3 separate regions of the Hordeum vulgare genome follow, and regions 1 and 3 are each linked to region 2. Evidence: chromatin contacts called from public Hi-C data. All regions are on one chromosome and are shown on one strand. The core of a region is the stretch at or near the end of the contact, and the rest is flanking DNA. Distances in the headings are between cores, read along the strand shown. Region 1 holds the start of LOC123402457 (myb family transcription factor PHL11-like). Region 2 holds the start of LOC123404291 (polyamine transporter PUT1). Region 3 holds the start of LOC123406239 (cyclin-dependent kinase F-4-like).

Region 1 (2,700 bases), core at 176-2,675, 270 kb after region 2:
CTCTGCTTTCCCATCCTGTATTTCTGAAGTTTTGACGTGGTCGAGAGTTAGGAATTAGCAATCAGTAGAAATAGCAACTATTTATGCATAACTAGTGTTCTCTAGGGAAATATATGTATAACTAGTTTGTAATGAAGTTGAGTAGAAACCTGAAGATGGCTCTTTAGGTGGTACAAGGTGAGCCCTTTCATGCCCATCAGTCTCAGCACCGACTTGGGCGTCGCCTCTGTCGACAGTAAAGTCAAATGGGAAACCAAGTCAAATCAGGAGCCTTGGTGACAACTACTAGCATATGCTGATGCACATGGATGGATCAGAACAGAAAACGATCAGAATTGGGACCACAGATCGAGTGATCAACTCCGTCTCAAGAAAAGAAGAAGATCGAGTGATCAACAGATGATCGTGATCATAACGCGCGGATCTTTTTGAAGACTCCGAGCATGCTACAATCATGTCAGAGTGTTGTGACCTCCGATGATCCTTCACTCTCTATAGTCTATACCATGCCGTACTTAATAAAAGTTAAAACCCCGAATTCCTGCGCGCACACATGCTTGCATGCATGCATGCTCGGCCCCTTTGGCCTTTACAGGCTACAGCGGCCGGGTGGGGGCGGGCAAATGCTCCGACAAGCCGCCGGGCATGAACATGAGCACGTGAGGTGGGCCATGAGAGCTGGAGCAGGCCGGCTTTGTGGCGGCGGCGGCGGCGGCGGCAAAGCACTTGCGCGCATGTATGCATGGGGTGGAGAAGCTGGGCAGGAGCGGAGGAGGTGGTAGTGGTACTCACTGTCGGGCCCGCCGAGCTTGGTGACGGCCTCGACGAAGCGCTCGTGCAGGTCGGGCGTCCAGCGCAGCCGGGGCTTGGGGTCCCGCGACAGCACCACCCCGGCGCCCACGCCGTACCCCGCCCGCTCCATCCCCTCGAACATGATGATCTCCAGCGAGCTCTCGCTTCCGTCCGGTGACGCGCGCTCCTCGCCTCCTAGTTAGCGAAGCAAGCTAGCTAGCTAGCTTCCTCTCGTTGCCGATCAAGTGGCGGCGTGTCTCCCGACGCAGCAATGGGGTGCGTGCCGCAGCTAGCTCTGGCTAGAGCGCGAGCGCGAGCGCGCGGCCGGCCGGCTGGCGGGCACGGTGCGGCGCGAATCTGGTGCCGTGTGGAGTTGGCGTGGGAATTCGGCCAAGCCCGAGGAGGATTCGTGATGGGAATGCGTGCTGCTAGCTATCTATATGGCTGGACGTGGGCGTAGATAGAGACGCGGGGAGGAGGTGCGGTGCGGCGATGTATGGACAGGTGGGAGGGGAGAGGGATGGGCGCCGAGGCGGGCGGGCGAGAGAGCATGAACCGAACCGGAGGCCGGGCATCGCATCGCATGCCGCAGCATCGTGTGCTCGGTCGATCATGCGTGCGGTGCGGGCGCGGCGCTTGGAATCTCGGGGAGCCTTGCGCCGGGGTGCAAGACAAAACAAAGAGCTGGACAAAGGGCCGACCGAGCGCCAACCGGGCCGCTCCGCGTGGAGGGCCGCGCGCCGGCGGCGCGCGTACGGCCGGCCGATCGGGCCCGGGAAGGGCGCGCGCGGCCCCGACACGAGCGGTCGCGCCATGTGTGCATGTGCATGTGCGCCGCTGCCGCCGGGTCCCGTCCCGGTCGCGCTACTGCGTACGTACGTACGTAGCTGGCGAGGCTGGCTGTCGTTCCGACCGATCATGACGCGGCTTTGTTGTTTTTTGGCTAAAGACGATCATTGCTCACTTGCTAGATTTTGGGTGAAGGTCGCTGGTGATTGGGTGTCGCCTCGCCGGTCAGTGATCACGACAACACACATCGGTCGCTCCATCGGTTCACCGCCGAGACCAAGGAAGACGGATGGATCAAATTACCGCATATCCTAAACACAAACTGGGTCGCCCGACGGTCGATCTTGTTTTGCTCTCCTCGGTCGAGGAAATTAACAGCCCTTGTTTGTCAAGTAGCTAGCGCACGTCAGACGGTACGGTATTGGAATTCATATGGTTTTCATCTATGAAATGTCTCGTCGGAGAGCCAGCTGCGAACAGCGCCTCCAGGGAATATTCCGGCGGCGGCGAGTAGACAGGCGGTGGAGGAGCGGGGGGCGAGAGAGACGCGGGGAGATGTCGTCGATGATGTCGCCTGGGCCCTCGCTCTGAGGAAAAATATTTGCGCCAACTCGGTTCAGACCGCCGCCCCACACTCGCTTTGCTTTTGCGCTTGTTCTTTTCTGGCTCCGTTTCCGTCCGGCCTCGACAGCGAAGAGATGAGGTACGTCGACGTATGAACCGGACGGTACTACGTGACACAACAGTGTGTATGTGTGCGTGTCAAAAAAGCAACCAATCTTCAATGCGGGCACGACGCGACATTGTTATTCTCTACCAAAGCAACAATGAATAATGCAAAGTGATTATATTGATTGTCCGCTTCTTTTTTTGAATGAGGTTTCTTGGGTAATGCGGACATAGCCTTACGATTCTTCATAAGTTTGTTGAGCTGTGATTCAAATGAGACTTAATGCAAAACACCCGGTGTAGGAACCGGTCCTCCATAGACCAGGGGAGGTGGTGGTGCCATCCCCTTCGTCAGGGATGACGGTCAGGTGGTGGGTCCTTGTGGCGTTGCTGGTGGCGGCGGATCTTGGGATCCCGCTCCCGGGGACGTCGCAGGATGTGGTGGTCCGT
Region 2 (2,700 bases), core at 93-2,592:
AAATCCTTTGATGTTTCGGTCAATCCTCACGATGTCCTCGTTCCACTAGACATCACTATCAATGGCAAGGTGCTCTTGAAGGCGCCTCCGTGCTAAAATTTGGTTAGGACATTCCTTCGAGCGTTTAGTCCGATTGAACTTGGATGATCCAGCACGATGGGCTCCCTGGTAGGCCGGCTATGTCAATCCAGGAATCAATTAGGAGATTTAGGGAGGAAGGAGCGAGGCTGGCGTGGTCCGATAGATGAGCGATCAAGCAAGATACACGTTACCTCCGCCGTCTGGCAACCACACATCCGGTCAGTCCTCCATGCCATCGCCACCACATTTCCTCTTCACGCCCGTCCCTAACGACTCCATGGAGACTGGATGTGGCTGCCCAACTAAGCGATTGTCTGGATAAGAGAGTATGGTGCCACTGCTACGGGATCAAGAAAAGTAGAGCAGCGGGCGACGGGCGGCAGCACATCGACCACACCTAGATCGTGAGGGAGGAGGAGGAAGGAAGGGTTTGCTTTTTCTTTTCTATGGAGCGATCGGCCTAATTGGGCTTTCTGCGGTATGGGGCCTAAATGCACCACACGGCTCCAAAATTTCCACCAGAGTAGCTGCCCTTTAGGACAGAGGCCCAGATCACGAACTGAGTGTAAATGGACGGCTATAAACGACCCAAACGATGACCTGATAACTGAAATCTCTAATGGCCTGAGAGGGCAGCGATTAGGCTCAGTTTTACTGTCCTAAATGCTAAAACATAAATGGGCCAGCCGCTTCGTACCGCTGACACTGGGCCCCACGAGTCACGATACAACGACAGCCATGATTTGAGCTGTAAAGACAATTTTTTTTCCGTATTTGAAAATATTTGGCATCAAATTACACATCCTAAACAACTTCATGTACCATCAGTGCATTTACCTTTTATTTATTCAACACATTTCCGCAGGAACTTAAAAGTAGGGGTGGGCACTATAAAACCGAAAACCGAAAAACCAAACCGAACCGAACTGTATTAACCGATTTGTTGGTTTATTTGGTGGTTTGTTTTTTGGTCCGGTGGGAAATTTTAAGGTTGTTCGATGTTTTGTTTTTGTTCGGTTTTTGGTGCCTAGAAACTGAATAGACCGAACAAACCAATATGTGGGATACCCCATGTAATACCTTGTTTTCGTAAGTGCAACAGTATGAAGACATCACACATTTCTTCGCACATAATATATTTCACATTCCATGTGCTTTTTCTACTTAATTATGGTTACTAGTCTGCTTGACCGAATGAATTATAGAATGATATTAAGGTTTCTAGAACTTATGATTATCTTTTTGCATATTATACAATCCAAATGAGTTCTCTCGAGTCATTACACTTATATTGACAAGTGCATGAATTTTGGTTTTTCGGTTAACCGAACAAACCGAACTGATATATTATGATTAATATGGTTCGGTTTTTAAATTTTAAATGATTATTTCAATTTCTATTTCTTCGAAACCAAAATTACATAGAACTGAATAAACCGAACCGTATTAATCATATAAACCGAACGCCCAGCCCTACTTAAAAGACAATAGTCCAAACAAATCTGGTCCTTTTCTCCAGAAAAGGAATAAAACCCAATCCAGTTGTCCCTTGCTGTACGGGCTGCATTTCCATTACCAGCATACAAGCTTGCGCTTAATCTGGGGACGGACTGGAAGGATCCTTCACTCAATCAAAGCCACCTCTTCGCCAAGCTCTCCGCGGCATCAATACATTCCACGTCGCTCTCCAGGAACAATAATTGGGACTCGAGAGGAACCCGTAGCCAGACGGGGAGGCGCAGGAATCGCGAATCGATGGGCAGCGTCGAGAGGTCGGAGGTGGCGCTATCCAGCCTTCCGCCGCCGCAGCCACCGCCGCCGCCGGTGGCGGCGCCCGCAGGAGCAGGCTCTGCGGACGCAGGGCAAGAGGTGAGCTCCCCCAACCTCCTCTCCACCTCATCCTGCATCTTGTCGTTGTCGTAGCGGTGGCGCGTCGATTTGGCTGCCCCGCCATCGCGCGGCGCACGCAAGCGGAGATTCGATTCTGCGTGCGAGAGCAGGGAATTTTTTCTCGAGCGGAGGAACCTTGGAGCAGACGTGGAGCCCACTGCAATCGGCCACGACGGCCCATTCAGCTCCAGCCCTGAACAGCTCCAGCCCCTGGTGGGTTGCAATTGGCAAGCCCACTGAAATCCTATCCAGCCTTGTAGAGCTGTAGTATACGTGTTAACGTGTATAGGCGGAGCTAGCGACGTGGCGGTACGTTCGGCGACAGATGTTACCGAATGCCGATGAGCCGGACAGGGACAGCGCTCGCCGCCGTCTGCGTAGGCGAGCGGCAAAATGTCCAACTCCACCGAAGCTGCACAGTGCACAGCAATCAGTTCAGATATCGTAGCTCCATCACAGCATTTGAATTGATACGGCGTCCATCCTTCTTTCTCTTTTGCGAATGAGCATTTGATTTGATACTGCATCTGCATTTGCTATCCTGTCAGTTGATCGCTTGTTGCCACAACTCAACACTTCTCATGCTCTAATGCTGTCGTCTGAAGAAGTTTACGTCTTCTTTTCTCCAGCAGAAGCCCGCCCAGAACGGCGGACCGGCGACCGGCGCCGCACCGGCGATGGGCGAGGAAGGCACGGAGTACCGGGGCCTCCCTGGCGGCGCGCCAGCGC
Region 3 (2,767 bases), core at 71-2,570, 370 kb before region 2:
CTTTAAGCTCCCAGGATCACTGCTGGTGCAATCTGATACAATGTATTTGAATCAGAATGCTGTGGTACATTCCAAAACTTTTTGTACTCAATGACATTGCATAGTGTATGCCAAAGGAACTAAAATCATTTCCATGAAGCATGAACATTGGTGCACCACAGAACCATTTGGATCATATATAATGCAGACGACTGACGACCTCAATTAGAAAACAACACAAATTTAGCAACATTTCCAAATCTTGTTTTTGCTAGAACCAACATGAATGCGCATAACGAAACCTAGTTCTCAGGGAAATATCAGAATTAGATATAGCACTCTTTTACCTAATCGCATAATACCAGGCATACATTAATACCAGGGTAGAAGTGTATAACATTGGTGGAGCTGGACATTGCAAACCATATCGATATCAATGATGCTATTCATCAATCACAATAACGACCCGGCATCTCAATTGGCATGGTGATCAAGCTATACCGGTGCTTGAAACATCGAAATTCGAAAATAATGTTGCTATCTCATATTACTGGCTCAAACGGTTTTATGTAGCAAAATCCACACATATATGTAGAAACATCCCCCAACTGAAAATATCGCCTGAGGTTGGGATTGATGGGGAAACGCCAACATTGCTACCGTGTTTTTTTCTGAGTTTCTTCTCTGTCAAACTTGTGCATTGCAACCTTAATACAATTTACATTGCAGGCACAAAAACAATCACATAGACTGTTTTTCTCATCTATAGGAAGAAAAAAGACGCCTTTTAACGGGAAAAAGGGGACCTTTCCGCGCAAAAAACTAAATCAGCCAACAAAAGGAAAGAAGAAAAATCCGAACAGAAAAGCACCGCAACATAATCCTGAAAACAAGCTAACGCAGCACCGCGAGGCACAAACCTAGACATGGATTCGCATTGGATGGAACGCCCGCTGGCCGCTCAGATCCGGCGCCTGGGACACAGATCCGGGGCAAACCGCTGGGAGCAAGCAAAGCGAGGAGGGAGAGGGACGGAGCGCGACGCGAGAAAGGCGGAGGCAATGGAGCGGAATCGATGCCATACCTTACCAGGCGGGCAAAGGAGCATAGGGTGGTGGTGGTGGTGGTGGTGGCTCCCCACGTGCCGCGTGTCGGCGCGGCCCACCTCAGCCCAGCCCCGAGCGGCGCGGCGCAAAGGAGGAGGCCTGTGGGGCGCGGCGCCGGTGATTGTGTCGCCGTGGCGGCGGCGGCGGCGGCGTGGAACGGCGCGGGCGGAGGCGGGGGGGAGAAGAAAGAAGGGAGAGAAATGAGCCGCGGCCTGCCTCCCACCGCACCCTCCCCTGGCTTTCTACCCGCGACGCGCCCCGTTACTTTTTATAACCGTGGCCAACGTCCATCCCCGGCAGGGCACCGCGTCGCCTCTCGCGCTCCGCCGGCCTCCACCCCCTTTTTTTTAACCTCTCTCTCTCTGGTCGGCTGACCAAGCCCCTTTTCGTTTGGGTTTGTTTGCCCCAGCGGAGGGGAAGCGAGGCAGAGTATTCCTGTCTTTTCACCCGCCCCCTACCAGCCCCGCCCTCGGATTGATTGCCATTGACGCTTTGGGGTGGGCGAGGTGAGGTGAGGTGATGGGGAGTTCGTAACCGTGTGGACTTCTCGTCACGTCCCCCGCCCGACGTTGATCGCCGGTGGTGGTTACCGAATGCGGTGCAACGGCGACGGATGCCCCTGCCTCCACAATTCCACATGTCCATCCAACGTTCCAAGCTGCGTTGCCACTAGCTGTTCTTCACTGTAACGGATCCCGGAGGACCCAACCTTGCCCACCAGTCGCCACCACCGTGCAAAAAAGGTTACAACTAAAGGTGATCCGGCCATTCGGGTAATCACGAGCAACAGCGCACGGGGCCAGGCCATCGGCCATCGGCCATCCATCAGCGCTGTCTCTACATTCCGTGCCATTGACAGCATCATGGGGGGCTGGTCCCCAGCCTCGCTCGCTCTAACTCTACCCACCACGGCGCCGAGTGGTGCGCGTGTTTATGGCGTTTGGATTGGACCGGACGCAAGCTAGCGACTCCATTCTCTCCGGTTGGTGGCCGGTCACATGGGCATGATGCTGATCGGCGTGGTGTGATCCCAATCTGTTTTATTCAGGAGCAGGGCGGGCACGGTGTGTTTGCTTATAGAATGGCTCTTCTGCTCCGGAGCAGTGGTATTTGATCATTGGGTTGGTTCTCGGCGTTTTTGTGTTTTGTTCTCTTATGGAACTGGTACAATGATTCATGTCTTCGATTATTATTGGAGCGCCCGAAGTGGTGAAGTGACAAAAATGTTTGTTGAAAGATTGCGGTCTCTTCTCTTGTGACTTGTGAGGGGAGAAGTTTTTGGCCCACATTTCGTTGGGGCGGACCTGAATAATTTGGGTGTCGACTAGACCGGATCTTGTAAACCGTGTGAACTCATTTGGTGAAACTTGGTCAGTGTGGTAATTTTCAAGTTTTGTAGAAGTTGTAGGAACAAAAATTGATGCACATATTAAGTGACTACAAACTTGTGTGTGACAAAAAAAATGGAAAACAAAATAAAATAGCTAGTTTTTTTTTACAGAAAGGCCTTCGGGGTAGCTTTATTAACATCAAACCAGTAAGCTTGCATGTGCAAGTGCATATCTCTGAGTAATATTACAAAGATATGTTAGAATTGCTTCCTTAGCTGGCAACCATCATAATGAGAATAACAAGTCATTATCTTGGGATTTTTCGCTTAGTAGAATGTAAAATCATGAAAC

The links. A called contact is a pair of places that touch in the nucleus more often than the background predicts.
Region 1: a Hi-C map of seedling shows a contact between it and region 2, with 3 times the contacts expected there. The contact joins the promoter of LOC123402457 here to the promoter of LOC123404291 in region 2. A contact is called at or near these places in 2 of 6 Hi-C or Micro-C datasets (leaf and seedling).
Region 3: a contact with region 2 is called in a Hi-C map of seedling, with 4 times the contacts expected there. The contact joins the promoter of LOC123406239 here to the promoter of LOC123404291 in region 2. A contact is called at or near these places in 1 of 6 Hi-C or Micro-C datasets (seedling) and 1 of 1 datasets of contacts at active chromatin or transcription factors (embryo).

Annotation. Positions count from the first base shown.
Region 1 is chr6H:458,412,764-458,415,463 of MorexV3_pseudomolecules_assembly, reverse strand. LOC123402457 (myb family transcription factor PHL11-like) reads right to left here and starts at 1,425. Exons shown (of 6, transcript XM_045096383.1): 1 at 793-1,425; 2 at 150-226; 3 at 1-23. The coding sequence starts at 934.
Region 2 is chr6H:458,685,240-458,687,939 of MorexV3_pseudomolecules_assembly, reverse strand. It overlaps LOC123404291 (polyamine transporter PUT1), which reads left to right and starts at 1,342. Exons shown (of 2, transcript XM_045098217.1): 1 at 1,342-1,950; 2 at 2,604-2,700. The coding sequence starts at 1,837.
Region 3 is chr6H:459,051,501-459,054,267 of MorexV3_pseudomolecules_assembly, reverse strand. It overlaps LOC123406239 (cyclin-dependent kinase F-4-like), which reads right to left and starts at 1,320. Exons shown (of 16, transcript XM_045099725.1): 1 at 1,064-1,320; 2 at 1-32.